4 separate regions of the Mus musculus genome follow, and regions 2, 3 and 4 are each linked to region 1. The links are chromatin contacts, called in public ChIA-PET maps. All regions are on one chromosome and are shown on one strand. The core of a region is the stretch at or near the end of the contact, and the rest is flanking DNA. Distances in the headings are between cores, read along the strand shown.

Evidence for each region. ChIA-PET counts read pairs in DNA pulled down with a chosen protein or histone mark.
Region 2: an RNA polymerase II ChIA-PET map of memory CD8 T cells shows a contact between it and region 1, with 24 read pairs. The contact joins two enhancer-like sites. A contact is called at or near these places in 1 of 484 Hi-C or Micro-C datasets (cardiomyocytes), 3 of 115 datasets of contacts at active chromatin or transcription factors (effector CD8 T cells, embryonic stem cells and memory CD8 T cells) and 1 of 9 other capture datasets (liver).
Region 3: an RNA polymerase II ChIA-PET map of memory CD8 T cells shows a contact between it and region 1, with 7 read pairs. The contact joins two enhancer-like sites. A contact is called at or near these places in 3 of 115 datasets of contacts at active chromatin or transcription factors (CD8 T cells, embryonic stem cells and memory CD8 T cells).
Region 4: a contact with region 1 is called in an RNA polymerase II ChIA-PET map of memory CD8 T cells, with 13 read pairs. The contact joins two enhancer-like sites. A contact is called at or near these places in 3 of 115 datasets of contacts at active chromatin or transcription factors (effector CD8 T cells, memory CD8 T cells and pancreatic cancer cells).

What each region holds. Positions count from the first base shown.
Region 1 is chr14:25,777,284-25,782,382 of GRCm38.p6, reverse strand. No RefSeq gene overlaps it. Among named protein-coding and RNA genes, the nearest start is that of Zcchc24, 11 kb to the right of the region's middle. Within about 2 kb of position 1,647, at least 67 of the 459 cell types and tissues checked have an H3K27ac peak or open chromatin away from gene starts, as enhancers often do. A contact at or near this core is called in CD8 T cells, effector CD8 T cells and memory CD8 T cells, where this site is marked.
Region 2 is chr14:25,643,232-25,648,317 of GRCm38.p6, reverse strand. Zmiz1 (zinc finger, MIZ-type containing 1) reads right to left here. Exons shown (of 24, transcript NM_001310666.1): 8 at 4,646-4,760; 9 at 3,445-3,662; 10 at 2,461-2,659; 11 at 1,311-1,583. Among named protein-coding and RNA genes, the nearest start is that of Gm52102, 15 kb to the left of the region's middle. Within about 2 kb of position 2,032, at least 74 of the 459 cell types and tissues checked have an H3K27ac peak or open chromatin away from gene starts, as enhancers often do. A contact at or near this core is called in effector CD8 T cells and memory CD8 T cells, where this site is marked.
Region 3 is chr14:25,627,445-25,632,746 of GRCm38.p6, reverse strand. The region is part of intron 6 of Zmiz1 (zinc finger, MIZ-type containing 1); the gene reads right to left. Among named protein-coding and RNA genes, the nearest start is that of Gm45915, 27 kb to the right of the region's middle. Within about 2 kb of position 3,891, at least 40 of the 459 cell types and tissues checked have an H3K27ac peak or open chromatin away from gene starts, as enhancers often do. A contact at or near this core is called in CD8 T cells and memory CD8 T cells, where this site is marked.
Region 4 is chr14:25,525,790-25,530,818 of GRCm38.p6, reverse strand. The region is part of intron 2 of Zmiz1 (zinc finger, MIZ-type containing 1); the gene reads right to left. Among named protein-coding and RNA genes, the nearest start is that of Mir3075, 6.1 kb to the left of the region's middle. Within about 2 kb of position 3,313, at least 120 of the 459 cell types and tissues checked have an H3K27ac peak or open chromatin away from gene starts, as enhancers often do. A contact at or near this core is called in memory CD8 T cells, where this site is marked.

The sequences.
Region 1 (5,099 bases), core at 398-2,897:
CACCCAGCCACGAAGCAGCTCTTCTCTGCAAGCCCTGGCACCTCTTGCCTGGATGTGGGCAGTGGTCACTGCCCAGTGTGTATCCTTCCCTTGCCGGCTTTTAGGCTTGTTCAGATGGTGCCACTTCACTCAGGACCCACGGGGATCCCTCCAACCCACTCACAATGGGAGCTCCCATCTTTGCAGGGCCCCGTGAAGCTCTGCAATTCTCTCTCTCTCTCTCTCTCTCTCTCTCTCTCTCTCTCTCTCTCTCCCTCCCTCCCTCCCTCCCTTCCTCCCTCCTGTCCCCTACCCTTCACTGGCCTCCATGTCCCCTGGGTTCCTTGGCTCTTCTTTATGTTCCCTGGACATTTGAGACACGGTTCCACCTTGCAACCTTTGGCTTTCTGATTTCTGGCCATGGACCATCTTCCTCCTAATATTTCCAAACTGCGCCTTTCTTCACCTTTTTATTCAAGTCTTCATTTGTCAATTCTCAGAGAGGCTATTTCCAATGGCTTCATTAAAGCAATTCTTTTTTTTTTTTTTTTTTTTTTTTTGGTTTTTCGAGCAGGGTTTCTCTGTGTAGCCCTGGCTGTCCTGTAGACCAGGCTGGTCTCGAACTCAGAAATCTGTCTGTCTCTGCCTCCCAAGTGCTGGGATTAAAGGTGTGTGTCACCACTGCCTGGCTCATTAAAGCAATTCTTGACTTGACTTTTTCTTTTAGTTTGAGACAGTGATTCCTTATGTAGCCCAGGTAGGCCTTGCTTTTATTTTATTTTATTTTATTTTATTTTATTTTATTTCATTTTATTTTATTTTATTTCATTTCATTTCATTTCATTTCATTTTATTATTTTGAGAAAGGTTTTCTCTGTGTAGCCTTGGCTTCCAGGAGCTCACTCTGTAGACCAGGCTCTGAACTCAGAGATCTGCCTGCCTCTGCCTCTGCATCCTGAGTGCTGGGATTAAGCGTGTGTGCCATCACTCCTGGTTTGGGCCTTAAATTTGTGATCCACCTGCCTCAGACTCCCAAGAAGCTAAGATCAAGGCTCTTCTTCTTCCTCCCCTCCCCCCCTCCTCCTTTTCTTCCCTTGGAGACACGGTTTCAGGTGCCACAGGCTTGCCTCAAGCTCACTATGCTGCTGAGGATGACCTGGAACTGCTTATCCTTCTGTCTTCCTCAAGTGTTACAGGCCTGTACCACGGTGCCTGGATTCTGGAGGTTGAGTCGAGGGCTTTATGGATGCTGGCCCAGGATCCCACCAGCTAAGCTGTAGGCTCAACCCCCCCACCTGGACTTTTCTATCCCACTTTCTTGCTTTGCTACTCTTGATTTTTCTTAATCTAATCTCTCTTCTTTATCCTTTGATACGTTCATACATGCAATCAAGGAATGCCAATCATATCCATCCCAGCCCCTCCCCTCCCCGTACTCTGAACATGTCCCCCTCCCGGCTTCATGGCTCTTATTTTTGTTTTTAAATGACACACCAAATTCATTTCTCCTTTTTGCTTTCTTTTTTAACAGCACACGGAGGTCAGTCAGGGCTGCCTGTCAGAACGTTGACTAATCTTGTTGGCTTGATCTCGGTGGGTAGCCATAGCAGCGGTAAGCTCATGTGTGTAATGACTAGATCATGTCCGGAAGACAGCATTTTACAGCTCTTACACACTCTCCCCCCTCTCTTCCCCGCTGCTTCCTGGGTCTTGGGGGCAGGGTTGGTAGAGAGGTCCCATTTAGCGCTGAAAGCACGCAATAGTCACTGCTTTTAGCACTTTGGCCACTTATGGCTCTCTGCGCTTGTTGCTGATCACGGAAGAGAGAAGGTATTTTTGGTTTGAGGTTGAGTGTAACTTTAATTTTTTTCCAAATCCTACTTTTAATGATGGCTCTTAAACACTTCAACCTTCCTTTCAGCTCACCACCCACCAGAGGAGTGGAGAAAAAAGGGTACAGGGATAGTGACCTGTTTTGAAAGGGATCTTTGGAGCAAATCCCATCTGCATTGTCAGGAAATCAACAGTTCAGTTCACAGGAGTCATCACTGGCAGATCCATCCACTCACAAACACTTTATCCAGTTCAGTAGAGCCAGGCTAGCAGCAGTGGTGGCATTACCTAGCAGAACAGCAGGCTTCCGCCTCGGCACAAGTCAGCAGGAGGGACCAGGGCCAACAGGAATGCCAGGAAAAGTTCTCAGCTGTGCCTCTCTCAGCGAAGAGATGATCAGGAAGGCCTGAGATCCACAAGCGTCGCACAGCTAGCTCTATAAGCAAGCCAAGCTCAGTCCCTGTCACTGTCTGTTGGGTCCTTTCTATACACCTCCAAACATCACATGTTCTCCACGGGTCTGGCCTCAGCACGTGGGTCTCTCTTAGCTGACATCACTCTGCCAATCAGCCTGAGACCTTGGAAGCAGCAAGAAACTGCAGCACACCACCAGAAGGTTTTTGGTGCATTCCAATACATTCATGTCATTAGCAAAGAACCCTTCACCACATGTCCTTCCTTCCTTCCTTCCTTCCTTCCTTCCTTCCTTCCTTCCTTCCTTTCTTTCTTTTTTTTTTTTTTTTTTTCGAGACAGGGTTTCTCTGTGTAGCCCTGGCTGTCCTGGAACTCACTCTGTAGACCAGGCTGGCCTTGAACTTAGAAATCCACCTGCCTCTGCCTCCCGAGTGCTGGGATTAAAGGCGAGCGCCACCATGCCCGGCCACATGTCGTTTCACGTGCTTGCTTTAGCAGAACATCCTTTCACCTGTGTCTGCCCCAGCAAAACCCCATCCAACACAACTGACTTTACAAAGACATTTAAGTTTCCACTTTAGTTGAGGCCAGCACTATCTATCTATCTATCTATCTATCTATCTATCTATCTATCTATCTATCTATCTATCTATCATCTATCCCTTCCTATGTATGTATGTATGTATGTATGTATGTATGTATCAATCATTTATCTTTCTATCTATCCATTCATATCTATTTACCTATCCACCTCTACCTACCAATCTATCTATCTATGCATCCATCCATATACCCATCCATCCGTCGATATTTAACAACACAACCACATAGCAAGGTAACAGTTGTAGGTATTACCTTGGACCTATGACTGTCCTAGCCATAGGCATGTGGCCATGTTTATGGTACCAGGTATGAGTTCCTTCCTATGGCTCAGGTCTCACTTGGAATTAAAACCAATTACCACTATTGCATCAAAGGGTACAGCTTTCCTGACAGGTTCATAATGGAAGATGCAGGGTAATATTATTGATGGCTTTTCTCCCCCGGTGGTGTGCATAGCACATTTCAGGACTATGGAATTTAGCCAGCTATAAGGAAGTTCTCAGTTAGTTCCAGCTTGATGGCTCTGTCTTGCAACCAGAGTGTGTTTTGTGCTCAGCAATGGGCCTTACCAGTGTTCACACAGTCTAATGTGCTGTTTATCACATTTACTTACTTATAGTCTAAGTCCCTCCTGTAAAGTGGGAGCTTACAGACTTTCCTATTTTTCATTGATGGTCTTATTTCCAGCACATGGTATAAGGGCCCAGGATTTCACCGAAGAATGGTACTCCAGACTCAAATAGTATGTAAATGCAAAGAGTATTTTATTCTGCAGAAGTCCAGCATGCTGGGGTCTCCCATTACCAAGATAGAGAGGCAATCAAGTGAGCTTGCAGGCCTGATTTAAAGCACATTAGGGGACTCCAGGGTAGGTGACCTCTATTGGGTCCATCTATTGGGTCCATCTCTACAGACCTCTATTGAGTCCATCTATTGGGTCCATCTCTACAGACATTCCACTATTGGGGTGTGGGGGCTGGGAACTTGCTGGGGGGAGGGTCTGGAAACTGTTGCTGAGGAAGTAGCTGAGAAGTCTGGAAACTGCTGCTGATCCATTGTCCTTGCCTCAGGCCAGGAGGCGGGGCAGCTTCTGAGGCCTAGTTTCCTTAACTGCCAATTTGAAGCCTGTCATGGAGTCAGCCTGGCCTTCACATGTGTTCTGCTACACAAAGCAGTGACTCTGTGAATCTGGATGAATGAATAACTCCTCTCCCTTCCAGACCAAACCAAGCTCATACAGCAGCCAGTGTCCTGACAGAGCACACTGATCACACCTGAACACCTTTCAGCCTCCACTTCCCCGCCCCCCACCCCATCCACCACCCAGGTCTAGCCATCTATTATCAGGTCGTGTCTATCCACTCCATCATGAAACTCTATGAGGACAAAAGCACATGTATATGTGCACATGTGCACACACACAGAGAGACCCACATACATACATCTGTACACATGCAGTAAAGAAAAGTCTTTTCTCAAAAAAGTCTCTTCTCGAGATTCTGGGCAGCACAGGCCATCCTCCAAGGCTGAGGGACTCCGTCACCACAGTTGAACTGAGCTGTGACCCTTAAAGAGGCTGCTCCTCCACAATCTTCACCCCAAGACATAGAGATGCAGAGATGCAGATACTTCTGCTGGGGTGGGAGGGAGAGCAGGGCCCTTCCCCCTTCGTCTTTCATTTAGCTTTCAACATGTCTCCCCAAGAAGAGCATCTCAGAATGGTTGATCTCCAGCAATGCTGACCTGAGAACTAGAGTTGCAGGATGTTGAATGGGGGGCGGGGGGAAAGGCTGGGAGGGGCATTGGGAAGAGCCTTGTCTATGGTCATACGTAATGGGACAGCTGACATCTTGAGAGGAGATGGACTCACTGGCTGAACTTGGACCTATGGCACTGCATATTCAGTGGCAGACACCGCATCTAAGTCTTTTTTTTTTTTTTTTTTTTTTTGGTAAGGGGGACATTCAAGCAGGTCTTGCTCTTAGCCCAAGTCTGAAATTCACTGTGTAGCAGAGGTCGTCCTCATTCTTCCCACCTTCTCTTCCCTGATGTTTCCTGAGCCGTAGGGGAAGCATTAATGGAGAGACCCACTTAGCGCTGAGCACCGATAGCCATCATTCCTAGAGCTTTGCCCAGTTATGGGTCTCTGTGTTAACTGCTGATCACGGAGATCCCTTCGCCTCAGTCTCCATGGTTTCCATGTTCGCTAAGAGACCCTGCCTTCATAAAAAAGGTAGAGAGAGACTTAGTGAGACACAGGCTGCACATGC
Region 2 (5,086 bases), core at 783-3,282, 130 kb after region 1:
CATGAGGTAGAAGCCAGAGCTCCCAGCATCTTATAACCTGGACCAGCTGGGAAGCAGCAATGCTCTGGGGAGAACTCCTTTAGTAAAAGCAGAGGGCTTGGCTTCAATGTAGGGCTTTCAATATGCAATTCTTCTGCGGCCTCATCTCAGGTGAGCAGCCTGAAGCTCAGACATGCATGCCCAGTGCAGCCAACTATCTCTCAGGAGGTTGAGGGTAGAGGGTGTTTAGTGACTGTGTTCTGGGAGTGAAGCCATCAGCTTAAGGCCCCAAACCAAGGACAGGCAGGGCTGGGAGGAGCCTAAAGGCCTTTGAGTTTCTCTCCCTAGTGCCCACTAGGTCGAGGCTCAGGTCTTGAGTTGGCCTCCTGGGTGTACAGGAAGCCTAATCACTATAGCCTATTCCTGAGTCTCAGGCTTAGGGCACCTATACCAATTATGACATCATCCAACCTCTGTGAGAGTGGCGGCTGAAGGGACCTGTGGGGACAGAGAGCTTATGCTTTCGTGGGATAGAAATCTGCTTCAGCTCAAGTTGAAGGCCACAGTCTTGACCAGCCAGAAGGACATGATCTGAGAAGATGAAGAGCTGAGGTGCCATGCCCAGGAAGGGGCATCATGGTGTGCCAAAGACAAACTTCACTGGAGCGAGGGGGGCGCATCAGCTGGGCACGGATCTTGGTCTCAGTTGTATTCTGAGTGTCACTGAGACCTGGTGACTTCCCTTTTCCCCTGACCTTCCACGGTGCTTGGGACCGTCTGCTGGGATGGTTTCCTCTGGCACCTCTGCTAGGAGACCCCAGAGAAGGCACTATCCCCAGGAGAGCAATATGATGGAAGTAAGCCCTAGGGATACTGTGTGCCATCCGATGGCCTCCCTGACACACAGCCTGTACTAGTGTACTAGTGGCAGCCCTCACTCTCTAGGTGGCTCCCTGCACTGAGGTCCTCATCCAGGGTCATCCATTAGTATCTGAGTATGGACAGGGTTAAGTGGTCTCCATGGTTTCTGCTTCTACACTTGCCTGCTCTAGGCAGGGTATTTTACAATGTCACGGCCCCCTGTCCTCTGGGCATTCTAAGGGCCAGTGTGGATTGTGAATACCATTGATTTAAAGTCATACACACTCAGGTGTAGTGACTTGTTTGGTGTTTTCCACAACAGAGATGATATTAGTCAGGGGCTAAGCCTCCAAAGCCCTTTAGTTCAAGTTCTCTAAGTGGCCTAACTGTGCCTTTTCCAAGGTCCCTGGGTCCATGGTCCCTCTGTCAATGTTCCTTCTCCTCCCATCCCCCATCATAGTCACACTTACCTCTCCCGGGTATGGCCTCTTTATGCTCTGAATAGGAAGGGACTGGGGCCGGGGGCCTGGGTAGGTCTGCTGGGGCATCCTTTGCCCGTGTGTGCCAAAGGGGCTGATGCCGGGTGGTCGGGGCTGGTTCATGCCCATGGGAGGGCCGCTCATGCCCGAGGGTGTCATGCCAGCTGCCATGCCGGCAGGGTTCAGGCTGCCCCCCATGGAGGCAGGCCCCCGAGGCCCGGGTTGGTTCATGAATTGGCTGTTATACGCCTGGGTGGGACCCATCTGGAAAGAGGAACACACCTTCAATGGGAGAAGAAGAAAAAAAAAAGAATAAAATGCCACATGCATTGAAAGTGCAGGGAAGGAAGGTAGGGGGCTAAAGGGGGAGCAGCACTTTCCCACAGGGCTGCAGTTAAGAGCCAGGAGCTCTTAAAGGACCCAGTCCTCCAGGGCTCACTACTGCCCTCTGCAGGTCTCATGGGAAAATGCAGCTGGTGGGTTTGGGTAGGGCAGGGAGCAGTCACTCCAAGGCACAGGCAGCATTCCCAGGGAGGCAGGCAGGGGACATGGAAGTGGGTAGGGATGGGAGGGACACAGGGAGGACACAGGAAGAGGAGGCGGATGAGGATGGAGGCTGAAGCCCTTTCCTGAAAGCCCTGGCCTTGCCCTTGGTCAGTAGCCAATGGAGACACACCCTCCATACACTAAGTGTGATTTACCCAGCCCACTTCCTCCTGCTCACCCTGCACCCTTCCTTCATGTTTCTGCCTTGCAGGGTTATGGGGTTCCCCTTTTCACACCCCACCCCATCCTTTTGAAGGTCAGAGGATCTACGATGAGGCCTGGGTAAAATCCACAGATGGGACAATAGTGGCCTCAGAGGTGATTAGGGACAAGCTAGTCACAAAGCCATTTTAGGCACACAACCTACTGTCTGATAAGCAGGAACTCCGAAACCAATAGGGTACCTCTTCCCCCATATGCACTGGGAGCTACCAGCCCAGAGAGCATAGCATACCCCCAAACCCCACCACACCCAACCATTTTACCATACCCACACACAACACTCTTTTAAGGGGCTTCCAAGGATACCCGTGGCATTAACGCTCAAGATTTCCCCAGCCTGGGTGAGGCCAGGCCAGCGGGCAGGAACCCTTACCGGTCCATACTGGTTTATATCCTTGTTCTGTGTCTCTTGCAAGGCTGCCACTGTAGCTGTGGCTGTGGCTGTGGCTGTGGCAGCGGCGGCTGCTACTGCAGCTGCTGCAGCAGCGGCCGCTGGCTGGGTGAAGTCAGCAGGAGGCCGAGTATGTGGAGGGATGCCCATGCCTGCTGGGGCACTAGGACCCCCAGGGTAACTGTGGAGGAGAAGCAGGGAGCAGTCAGAGAGAACTCATTAGCTGACTCTGGGATGTACCCAGTACCAGGAGGAAGGCTACAGGATTATACGCATGAATTCCAGACACCTAGCTTGTGGGTGTGAGGCCCAGCAGCGGACCTGGGACTTCTGAGATTGGTGGCTATTCTTGCTACTAGTGATGACAAGGCCACTCCTTTTTGAATCTTTGCTGGGGCTAGGACATTTCCATAGCTTCTCTGCTTTTCCTTGGTCACCACAGACTACCTTCTAAGCAAACATTGACCTGAGAATTGTATGGTGCTGTGTGCTGTAGATGTGGATTGAGGTGTGTGAGACTCCTGTTTTGAACTGCGAGGCTAGAAACCCAGCAACTTTGCCTCGAGAGCTAGGCGGAGTGTGCTCAAGGTGGCTTGGGCTGCTTCTGTCCCTTCTTCACTGTGATCTGAGGTTGGGGACTCTAGCCTCCATTTCTTCTTCATTCAGGTCAGTGAGCTTTCTAAGGAGTTTTGGACAGATGGAGCTCACTGCCACTGCTCTCCAATCCTGCCTGCTCACCCCACTGTCTTAGCATAAAGGTACATGGCTGAGAAGGAACTGAGGAAGTATCCCCTCTACCCCTGGGAGGTTGATGCCAATCTGCTAAGACACATGGCAGAACTGTCCTCATATCCTAGACCAGGCTATGTGGAACTGGCATTCAAATAAGAGTCCTTCCTGGATGTAGGTAGGAAGGCAGGGCTAACACGCTGCCGTAGAAGGGCACCATCCAGGTTGGTCACTCACCTGGCCCCAAAGCCCCCGCTACCAGGGTAGCCAGGTCGGCCGTACATGTTGGGCTGGATATAGGGCTGTGCAGGGCCAGCTTTGGTGGAGAACTGTTGCTGTTGCCCTGCGAACTGTGGGGAGTTGATGCCGGGGTTGCTGGTGCTCATGCCTGATGCCATGGGGTTGCCACCTGGATTCATAGGGTTGTTGGCATTGGCCATAGGGTTCCCGAGGACCTGCAAACAGAGAGAAAGAGAGAGAGAGAGGGGGGGGGGGAGAGAGAGAGAGAGAGACTGTCATTAAGGTCGGTACCTGAGGCAGCGTGGAGAAAGAGAAGACAAAGACTGAAACATGGCAGGGAAGACACAGCAGAGGAGCATGGGAGTGGCTTGAAGAGTCCCCAGAACACGTAAGGGATCAAAGGGAGTGGGCTGAGAATGTCAGCCAGGAAGGAGTGAGGCCAAGGCTCACAAAGCCAGCCCAAGTGGTCCCCATGGCTGCAGAGATAGATCTGAGGCAAGCGAAGTCTTTGGCAAACATTAGCCTACTCGGTCCCAACTCTACAATAGGGCTTGGTGGACGCCCTGGGCTGCTGCTCTAAAAAAGACACCTCTGTGTCTTTGGCCCAGATGTTGTCTGTGGATGAAGACCCAGGGAAGCATGACAGCTCCCCCCCAGGATGGCCTGGCCTAGGTCCGGCAGAGGGGGGCCCTCTGTTAGGAAGGAGGTGAGGAGAGAGAAAAGAAGAGGAAACAAGAATAGCATGTCTGGGAAGACAGCTGGGCTTGTCAGGCTAAGGCACCCTTTACTGAGAGGTGACATCTTAGGAAAACCTAATCCAGACCATTCAGGGCCAAAGGTTTCCAGCTTAGAACCCTGAGGTCAGTAACGCCCAGTAACGCTCTTGTTTGCACAACTGGAGGGAACAAGGTCTCAGAACAGTACTCATGGCCTTGTCACATAAACACCCTTCCTCTTCTATCCCAGAAGGCCCTACAATGGGGGATGATCCTCAGGGACCCAGCTGTGTCCCTACTGAGACAGCTGTGTACCCTTTCCGGAGTGATGCTGTCTGCAGCTGGATATGTCCTGAGACTGTCTTCAGTGAGGAGAGTGTCACGGCACGGTTCTCTGGAGAACCCCCCTCCCCACTCTTGGGAGGAATAAGAGACACTTGTGCCTAGGAGGGACCATGGTAGAGGATGGGACAAGTTCTTACCTGACTCTGGGATGTGTTGGTCACTCCCCACACCGTGGTGACCACGGAGAGGGAGCCGGGAGGCTGATTGGTGTTCTGCTGCCAAGGGACAGAGTCATAAGGAAATGACCCATCACTGCAAAGAGAGAAGAGGTCTTTAGAGCTAGGGCAAGGCAGGTGGCAGTGTCTTCACTTCACTATCCCAGCCGACCTTTGCCCCAGTGAGCTCTGGGGCTCCAGGCTCATGACAGCACTTGTATAATGGAAATGGGCCAGGCAGATGTGACCCTCTCCCAACAATGCAGGGGCTACCCCTGTGTTAGCTGTGTAAGCTGGGTGGGTCTACAGTCCAGCAGCTATGCAGTGAAGAAGCCAGCTAGTGCGATCGAAAGCTCACTCTAAGTCCCTTCTTCAAGTATACCGATTTCCCATGACCCCCTATAGAAACAGTCAGGACCTCGG
Region 3 (5,302 bases), core at 2,642-5,141, 150 kb after region 1:
AGAACAGACTCCTTCGTATTGTCTATTGTCCTCCTCATGTCACACACACACACACACACACACACACACACACACACATGGATATATATACAAATAGATGTTAATAATTTAAAAGGAGATCCATTGACCATCTGGGGACAGGTGTCACTGTGTAGCTTGGATGACCCAGCACTCACTATGTTATGTAGATCATGCTGGCCTTGAACTTCAAGTTCTGCCTGCCTCTATTTATTGTTGAGATTAAAGGCATATGCCATCAAGTGTGTGGCTCTCCACAAAAATGAACTAGCATTTTGTTACTAGGTTCCCTTCCTATTCATTCTCACCTTAGGTGCCAAGCGTCTGATCGCCCACCTATATTAATTTGACAAAGAGCTGCTGAACACTTACTGAGTGTAGAGCTTCCTGCACTAGATAGGATGCCCTGTATAAGCCAGCAAGCAAGGAGGCAACTCTGTGCACTGTGCACACTCCTCTGGCAGTATTCAGGGGTCAGCTGTATTCAGGGTAAGGGACAATCACAGATCCAAACAGTTCCACCTGACTTCCACGCAACTGTTAGCTAAGCACTCACGTGCTCTCTCTGAACCTTTATCTGTTGATGAGTATGACCCTGATGCCTGCTCTTCAGGATATAAGGTGCTTAAAACAGTAGCTTGTAGGTAGAGGGGTCTATGTAGCATTGTGGCCCCAGAAACCTATCACTCACCATGTGAGCAGTGGGAGACAACACCCTGAGAAACTAGACCACCACTAGGTGACACCTAAACAAGGTCCCAGGGCAGCTGTGAGGGTGGTCTGAGTCAGCACTCTGAAGTACAGGAAGACTGCGGACCCATGGTACGCTCATCAGATGATGAGCATCAGCCCCCAGAGTTGACAGAGCTACAATAAGGAAGGCTCTGAGGCCTTGCTGTGTCTGTCTACTTCTGATCTCTGAGCAGAGTGCAGAGCCAATGTCCTGGGTGGGTATGGGCTCCAGACACACATGGGAGACCTGTGGGTAGACGGAGGCCTCGGGGCAGATGATGACGCCACCTGCTCACTCAGTACAGGCTCTGCATTCCGCCCTGTCCCTCCCTTCTTGCCCGAGCTGCCAAGGGGCAGAGGAAGGACAGCCAGTGTCCTACTGTGAGACAGGAAGAGAAGGGCCATTTCCTATCCAGGTGAAGCTGTGCCTCTTCAGCGGTTGCCCCAGAAAGACAGTTTGCTCTCCTGTGTCTCTGAGGACATAGCTAGGATCCTCTGTACCAGTGGTACTGGGGAGAGCAGTAAGCACGGCATGCCCATGACTACTGAAAACTAAAGCATACAGGAAAGACACACGGACTGGTGACTGACTGGGTCCCAGGAAGTGGGTCTGAGGGGATATAGAAGAGCCAGGTTCCCCACATCTACCTCTTCAAGATCTTTCTAGCAACTACTCTCACAAACAGGTACTATCACAATGTCCTTTAGGGCAAGGAGGGGAACAACGGGAGAGGCCCCGAAGACTGGAATGCAGAGCCCTAGGCACCGAGCTCGTGACCGACCCTAGGTGTGCCTCCCCTAGGGGCAGGGACAGGCCCTGAATCTGCTTCTTTTTCTGCACCTCCCAGAGGAGATCAGAGGAGGCAGAAGCAGCAAGGCTCTAATTTGGGGAACCACCTGGACACCTGGCGTTGTTCGGAACTTCAGAGATCAGCTTTTGGGGGCCAATGAGGATAGGATCCAGTTGGGGTACAGGGGAACAGAGGCTGGATCTCAGCATCTAAGACAGTGAGTACACAGGGTCATAGGAAAGGTTGAACCTCACTAGTCTGGGTTGGGCTTGAGCTTGAAAAGGAGCAAATAAACCAGAGGGAGCCAGATCTCTGGGCAGCTTGGCAAGGTTTAGATACAGGCCCAGGCTGCTCAGTGCTTTAAGATCCAGGAACTGGGAAGGACCAGATGCAGGGAGGAGCCTGAGGAGCAGTCTGGAGAGCAGGGAGGTAAGAGACAAACAGAGGCTTTGTCCACCCTGCTGCCAGCAGGGAATGCACAGTGAGACAAGGAGACTCTGAGGAGCACAAAACATTTCCATGGCTAGAAGGCACCAGGGGAGAAGGTTGTGTGTGTGGAGGGGGCAGTAGAGATAGGAGGGGTGGCTTCTGAGTCCCTCAGGCCACCAAGGATGGACTCTGAAGTAGCCAGGAAGAGACCGTCAAGAGACAAGGGATTCCTCCTTCACACATCCTAGGAAGGAAAGAATGCAAGGAAGGGCCATTCCTCCAATAAATAGCTCAGTCACGCATTTCAGGTGCACAGGGGACGATGACACAGCAGCAGGATGAGTTAGGCACTTCCTGGTGAGTCAGAAAGCTACCAACATGGCCACTCTAGTCCCCCGAGCACACCTACCTATCTCAAGAATATGTACCAACATGGTGTGTTGATCGTCTCAGCAGCCTGCTCTCCTTACACCTTCTCTACTACAAGCTCTGCAATGCATCAGAGCAGGCCCACCCATCATGTGCCTGTCTCCCAACGTGTCTGTCACCAACCCACCCTGCTTTGGATAGACAGGATAAGCTGAATGGAAGCAAATGGGGCCAGGAGACAGGCTACCCAGGGGTTAGACATGAGACTGGAGCGGCCCCTTGCATAGTCCTAGCACTTGGCATAGCATTTAGTAAGAACTACGCAGCCAACACATGACTAACAGGTTGCAGTGCGGCACAGACAGAAATAGCTCGGTACATGAGAGTATGGGAGACGGTCAGTCATCAAGCACTCCATCTGAAAGCCAGGCTGTAGAGCTGGTGCAAGGCCCCTCCCGGACTGCAAGCCAGTCTCCATGGCACTGTCACCAGATAAAACCTATCACAGAGTCCACTGACACATTTCATGCCATGCATAGCCACGGACGGCTAATGAGACTTTATAAATATAAGCCTCTTACAGAAACAACAGCGTAGGTGACTTAAGGACAGCTGCCACCTTCATGTCATCTGTCCTGGCACCAGTGCTGATGGTGTCTGTACATCCACTATGTGGTACCCACAGAGGAAAGGCCACCTCTTATCCCTCTAGGTGGGGCCAGATCACACTCTCACCTTCTCCTCTTTCATCTCCCAAGCACAAAGTCTTGGTCCCAAAACCAGGTGGCTGGGAGTCTCTAGCCTGGGCTGGCCACTCTAGAACGTATCAGGGATTCACAGGCCTCGGCTCACCCCTTCATTCTGCGTGTGAAATGGTGAGACAGCAAAACTCCTCTTGTTTACAGACAAGGATCTGAGGATTCTCGAGGCAATAGACCAGGCTTAACTGTGGAAGCTCACAGGAGAAGCATCAGGCTTCCTCCCTCCTGAGGTCAACATTAAACAAATTCAGATTCTGGCAAGTGGAGTATCCTGCAGGATAAATTCACTGGTTTTCCCTGTTGCCTTCCTCTGAAGGCCTTCCAAGGCTGAGACATCTGACAAACAGAAAACGAACCTGGTCCCTTGTGGGTCTGTCTTTCCCACACTCTAGGAGAATCACATAAACATACACAGATGCTCAAAGCTGTCCACTTGGCACCTTTATGTTTGATACTCCCTGGGGTGGGCAGTGCCATCTCTGGCACCCAACAGTGGCCACATCCAGTGCTTCTCTACAAGGCTGACCTCCGACCCACGTTTCACCTTGATCTCTACCTACTCCCGCCTCATCTCTTGTGCCAGCCTATTGAGGCTCACCCTCTGTAGGGGCACTGAGCACAGGGCCTGTCCACACAGACCATCTCTGAAAGGCTCTTGGCATTTACCCTATTGTGCCCTGAAGGGCGTGGGAGGGCACCAGGAGCCAGGCCTCCTGCTCTCATGGCATGGCTCCCTTGTAAGAGTCAGTAGGTTGGACTTGTGTCCTGAGGAACTGAAATGTCTGCAGAGCTGTCTCTTGGCTTCCTTCCTGCTGGCCTCTGTAGGGGGGCCCCAGCAATGGAGGAATGGTCCCACTCTCTGCCTTGGGAGGAACCCACAAAGGAACCCCGTGACCATGAAGGAGATTCTAGTCTTGGGCTGGGGCAGGTAGCTCTGAGTCACTGATCCGGTAAAGCAGCCTTAGGCTCTGCAGGCACATTTGTCTACAGGAAGGGTGGCCATTCTGACCCTACTCACCCTGCTGCAGTGGATGGGGAAGATCTGCCAGCCACCACGCTTCCTTCCCCCACCCCCTCCCCAGCTACTTCACACTCTCAGTTTGACTCCCATGCCTTGAGGTCTGCCCAAGAGCTATACTGTATTGGAGGAAGGGGGCAAGGGGTGTGGGTGGATTCAGAAGATCAGGACAATGACCCTGCCACTGGTACCTAGGACTTCCCTTTTATGTCCCTCATCTGGGACATCAAACCCATCACTAGGAGACACTGAAGTACCATCCTAGTTTCTCATCTGAGCTGAGCTCAATACCTGTGTGGCCAAGAGTGGCTTTTGTCCCTTTCTAAGTTCAGGAGGGTGTGTGGGTAGGTGGGAAGAACTTGGCAGCCTTAGCAACAGGGGGTCAGGACTTCTTGGTGGTCACAGGGAGCTGGACTTTGGTGGTGCTGACAAAAGCCCCTGGTTTTCTGTGGAGGAAGTACTCCTGAGGAATTGCCACACTCTTGCCAGGCCTTTCTCAGTAAGGTGTTGGCCTAAGCTTCTGGTTTTCCCAGATCACTCTCACCTTCTGTTCCCTGCTTTGCCAGCCCCGGCACTGTGTGGTGTGAGAGGCAAGATGGCAGAAGCTGCCTGCTGACACACTGGCTGGGAACCCTTCCATTTATCCCTCATTCTTATAGAAGCTTAGGCCCCACAGGCCAGGACTGGTCAGGTCTGGTCCCCTAACTGCTCCTCAGGCTGGGACAGTGTGTGCTTAAAGAATCCTATGGAGTGACCCAGCCTGGAGTAGCTTCAGGCTACTCCTCCCACCTCCACCCCTGCCTCTAGAACACTCCCTCTTCCCAAGGGCTCTATGGGTGACAGAAGCTGGAGTCTCTAGGTGTGTGAACACACCCTGGGAACTGAACTCTGAGGAACCTTAGAGCCTGCAAGGCTGATTCCCAAACCGGTTTGGCTGTTCCTTGCCTTGTGGAGGCTGTCCGGGGCTGAGCAAGAGGAGACTCAAGAAGATTCCTGAAGAGTTGAGCCTCTGGGGGCCTCAGAAGAACCCAGTCTGAAAAGTTCCCTGCACATTTCCCATTACCATCAGGTCAGCCTATATAGTTCAGGCTCAGATGCTAAGACTGCAGTGCCAAGTCAGGGGAGAATGTTCATCAGGAAGAGAATGTCCTACCCTTAGGATGGTTTCATCTCTACAAAGTGTC
Region 4 (5,029 bases), core at 2,064-4,563, 250 kb after region 1:
ACCTTGAGAGCCTTCCTGGGCTGTAGCAGGGCATCATGGAATTCTGCCGCACGCAATGCTAAGAGATGCTTAGCGTGACATTTACTAAAGCTGTAATGGGTCCTGTTCAGTAGAAGGCCCCAGACACTAATCCCAGAACTAGAGGTCCAGGCCCTTCCACGGCTGCCCCAGGAGCATGTGCAGAATGTCTGTGTCAGGCTTGCTTGCTCCTGGAAGAAGGGCCACTTCCCTTTCCACTGTATCACCCACAGGCTCTAGGCAACCTCCACACACACACTGGGCAGGAGTTCCCTTTTGTGCAGGCCACTGCGATATACCTCAAGGATGCCACAGCTAGTTCTCCTTTCTAAGGGGCCGTGGTCTTGTTCAGAAGGGAACCTGGCCCAGGGTGGCCAAAATATGGGTCTTGGAACCAATGCAGGAACGTTTCACTTTCAATGCTATGGACCATAAAATAAATTTTTTATCTCTTGGCTTTGCTTGCCATCACTCTTCCCCACTGCTGACCTGGGGCTGCTCAGGAGCGGCACCTCCCCCTACCTCTGGGACCTTCAACATGCAGCATTTACCACCTGGTAGAAGCTCAGAGATCAGTGCCTTGGTCTGAACCTGCCATCTTACCCAGGAACACAGATGTATGGGGGAGGCCCAAGACCAGAGGCCGAGTCAGAATTGCAGAATTGTTCATTCTCTCTCTCTCTCTCTCTCTCTCTCTCTCTCTCTCTCTCTCTCTCGTGTGTGTATGTGTGTGTGTATTTGTGTGTGTGTGTGTGTATTTGTGTGTGTGTGTATTTGTGTGTGTGTGTGTGTATTTGTGTGTGTGTGTGTGTGTGTGTATTTGTGTGTGTGTGTGTGTGTGTGTGTGTATTTGTGTGTGTGTGTATTTGTGTGTGTGTGTAGCAGGGTAGGGAGCAACTAAAGAGCCAGAGAGTCAGTCTTGACCCACAAATAAACAGCTGGTCGTTCTTCAGTTCCTCATCTGGAGCCATCGATGGATTAAGGCCTGGATGAGTTGACTTCAAATGCACAAGAGGTACAAGAAGTAGGAGAAGCTCCAGCACTGGGCACTGTGTGTTCTCTATGACTTCCATGGCCACCCCCAAGCAGTCACATTCCCTACCAAGCAGGCATCCCTTAAGGACGCTGGCCACATGTGCCTAGAAGTAGCATCTGGAGCCCAGGTTTATAAACTCCAGACAAATGAAAGCCCCGTTTTTTTTAAAAAAGATTTATTTATTATTATATCGAAGTACACTGTAGCTGTCTTCAGATGCACCAGAAGAGGGCGTCAGATGTCATTACGGATGGTTGTGAGCCACCATGTGGTTGCTGGGATTTGAACTCAGGACCTTCGGAAAAGCAGTCGGTGCTCTTAACCACTGAGCCATCTCTCCAGCCCAAAAGCCCTGTTCTTGTTAAGGCCCTAATGTCACCCAGGCCTGGAGAGAATCCTGCCTCTCCTGTGGCCTCAGTCTGTATGGCCCTGAGCCTCAGTTTCCTCTGTGGTGTGACAAGGGGAGGGAAGGTATTACTGGAGTCCAGCCTTCTCTCCAGGGGTGGCCCATGAGTTTGTCAGAGGCAGCTGAAGGACTAAAGAAGAAAGGGTCTTTGCGCTTCACCCCACAGTTTGTCTCTAGGCACGTCACCAACTCAGCTTTCCCCACCCACACCTTGTTTGGTCAGTGCTGGAGTTTGTGTCCAGCCTTTCCCTTTCATCTTTTCCTAACCTGGTCCAGCTGCCTGCCATCCCCTGAAGTTTCCAGCTGGGAAGAGGGACGATGTTTACTCAGTGCCCAGGTGGCTGGACAAACTCTAGGAGGAGACTAACCCTCAGCAGGGAGCTGGGCAGAGAAGGGCAGTCCTGATCTGCTTCCCTGTGCATGGCCAGAGACTAGCTAGGCCTGCCTTCCTGGGCGCCCTAGGCCCAGCCCTGGAAGGTGCCAGCGTAGTTCAGCCTCTGCATCTTCCTGCACCAATTACGGATGTGATATCAGCTCATCCATCCCTGGGCCAGGGCACACCCATTACAGGTTGTCTCCCTGTCCTGGAGGGTCCTGTGATCGTTAGGAGCATGCCAGCCAGGCCTTCTTGTAGGCGTAAGCTGCCCTTCTCTACAGAAGCTGGGATCACCACCCCTCCCCGGCCCCACCACGTTCTTTCAGGGGGAGGCTCTCATCCTAGCAATCTGAAGACAGTGTCGGGGTGAGAAGCGCACCCTCACCTGCCCATTCATCCTTAGGACTGACAGAACACACACCCTGGGGGCTTGGAAGGCACGAGGATATTGCTTGAGGTGGGTAGTCTTTTCATGATGCTCTAGCACCTGATACTAGTCTTGCAGACACCCCAATTTTACGGTTTGAATATGTCCCCACTGTCTATGTGTTCATGGCTTGGAAGTGGGGCCCTCATGATGGCATTAGTGGTGTCACAGAAGAGCTCAGTCTGGCAATGGAGCACCCTCTACCTCATTGGGAAGCCCTCAGCAGATGCTAACACTATGTACTAGGACTCCTCAGCCTCCAGAAATATGGGTCAAAGAAACTCCTATTCCTTCTAAACTATCTGGTCTCAAGTAGTTTGTTATAGCAACAGAGACAGAGCAAAGCAAGGACTTAGCTGGATACAAAGAAGCAGCACTGGCTTCAGTGTTACAGGCCATGTTTGGATTAGAGACAGTGGGCTGACACATGGTGCTTACTGCCCCACTCCAGGCCTAGTCTAAAGATACTGTTTATACATATGCACCCACTGTAAACAAACTTATACCCCCACACTCAAAGCAATTCCATGAGGTGGGGACTGGCGTCCTCACTGCACAAATGAGGCAATATGGGCTCAGATACTGGAGGCCACTTGCTTAGGGTCAGAAAGTGACAGTATTGGACTCAGTACTAGATTTAGGCACTGTGAACTGAGTCCACAGGACTGTCATCCCAGGGCTCTTGGGGAGAGTAGAGAGGACAGCCACCAGAGGCTACCCCAACCATAAGTGGGCAGCCTGCTGCCCAAGGGTCTGCCTTTATTCATCTGAGTCCATTATCACTCAAAACTGTCTAGAGTCTCTCATGAGGTCAGGGCTGAGAGCTCTCAAGTGCCCATGGCCACTCCGTGCCACTGTGAATAGATCTCAGAGATCAAGGGCATCACACCAGGCTGGGGCTCCTGGGGCCTGGAGCAGAGCCTCCAGATTCTCTGACCTGAGTTGTTTTGAGCTTTTGGACACAGCATTGCACCATCCGGAGGAGCAGCCCACATATGTGGGTGAGAAAAAGCAGCCAGCAGGAGAAGCCAGCCCAGCATGCAGTCTGATGACACACAAGCTTAGCAATATTGACTCATAACCATCCATCCTGTGACTCCACCCACTACCAGTACTTCTGGGTTGTACCCAAAACTCAGTGTAACAGCCAGAGTGACTCCCACAAAGAACAGAGGGCCATGGCACTCTCTCTCTGTACTCTCTCTCTCTCTCTCTCTCTCTCTCTCTCTCTCTCTCTCTTTCTGTGTGTGTGTGTGTGTGTGTGTGTGTGTGTGTGTGTGTGTGTAACAACGGGATCCACCTAGGGGTGGGTGGGGCAGGGAGACAACCAGAGGAAGAAGTGAGGGGCATGGTGTCAGCCCTGGACAACCACTCCAGTCCACAAGAGACCAAGGTTGGCCTGGCCCTCTGGTTAACTTTGTCTCTTTGTGACTCAGGGGCCCTGCGTCCAGTGCACACTGCCAATTCCTCTTCCCAAGAACCCATGCCTGCCCAGTCTAAGGACGTCAGGGCACTGTGTCATCGTCCCTCTGCATGTCTGTTCCTGGGAAGGCTCTGGTCCCCTTGGTCGGACTTGTAGGGATCACCCAACAACACCAAGCAATGACAAAGGCTCTGTGAGGCCAGGTTGACAGAGTGGATCCTGAGACCGAGCGGCTTCCGTGTTGGAACTTCCCCTCTCTCTGTTCATTAACAGGTACATTAGTTCAAAGCACACCCCTCTATCTCCTTTAACCCTTCCAAGTCTTAACCCACATTCCTTGGAGTCCTGACCCACTCCCTGGAAGCCTTGGGAAGACACCCATATATACACTGAACTGGGCTGGTGCCAAGCAGCTTTGAAGAGGTTGTCTCAGGTATCTGCCAGGAGGGAGGAGGACCTTCTCATAGCACACACAAACACACACGTCTACATGCTCATGTATACACACACACACACACACACACACACACACACACACACACACACTTTTCAGATCCAATGACCTGACACCCCTGCCTATGAAACGCAAAGCTCAGACATGGTTCACCTGCTGGGCTGGAAGACGGACAGAGGGCCCTCCTCACCCTCAGGGATGTGTGAGGAGCTTGTGAGTGGTCACCCAAGTCCAGATGTTCTCACCAGTCACTAGCTCATCCTCTGCCAAGGGTTTTATTTCACTGACTGCTTATGCTAGGCAAAGTGTCTTCTTGTCCCTGGCTTTTTACAGATGATGCCCAGAATGGACACGTGACTTGCTTGCGGGGACCACCAAACTGGCAGCAGATCCTGAACAAAGAATCTGGAATCTGGGCCTCCGGCATACAGGCCTGCCCTGAGGTGTCTCCTGTGTGCCTGAAGTCAGTGGTTGTCTGAAGGAGCCCAGTCATGCATATGCAGGGTGAGAAGCCCCTACCCGTGGGACAGCGTGGCAGGAGGCAGAGCAGGTCAGGGTCAGGGCACGCCTTCCTTTCTCAAGAGGGTAGGATTCTTGGTGGTGGCTCCCACGGGAATAGGAGACGCTTCAGTCGGGAAGCTTGGGTGGGCCAAGGTAGTGCTTGGGTCGGGCTTCCTGTGGGGGTGACCTGTGTGCCTGTGGCCCTGGGGACAGGACACGCTTCATTGTACTTCATCCCTGGGCTAGACCCATCCTCCCACTCCCCCCAGCTTCCTGTCCCATCAATTCACACTGGGCCCAGGGGAGAGGGAGGGCCTCAGAGGCCGCTTCATAAGGGCTGATCCTTTCTGGAGGCAGGACGGACTGGGAAGCCTGGTGGGCTTGGCCA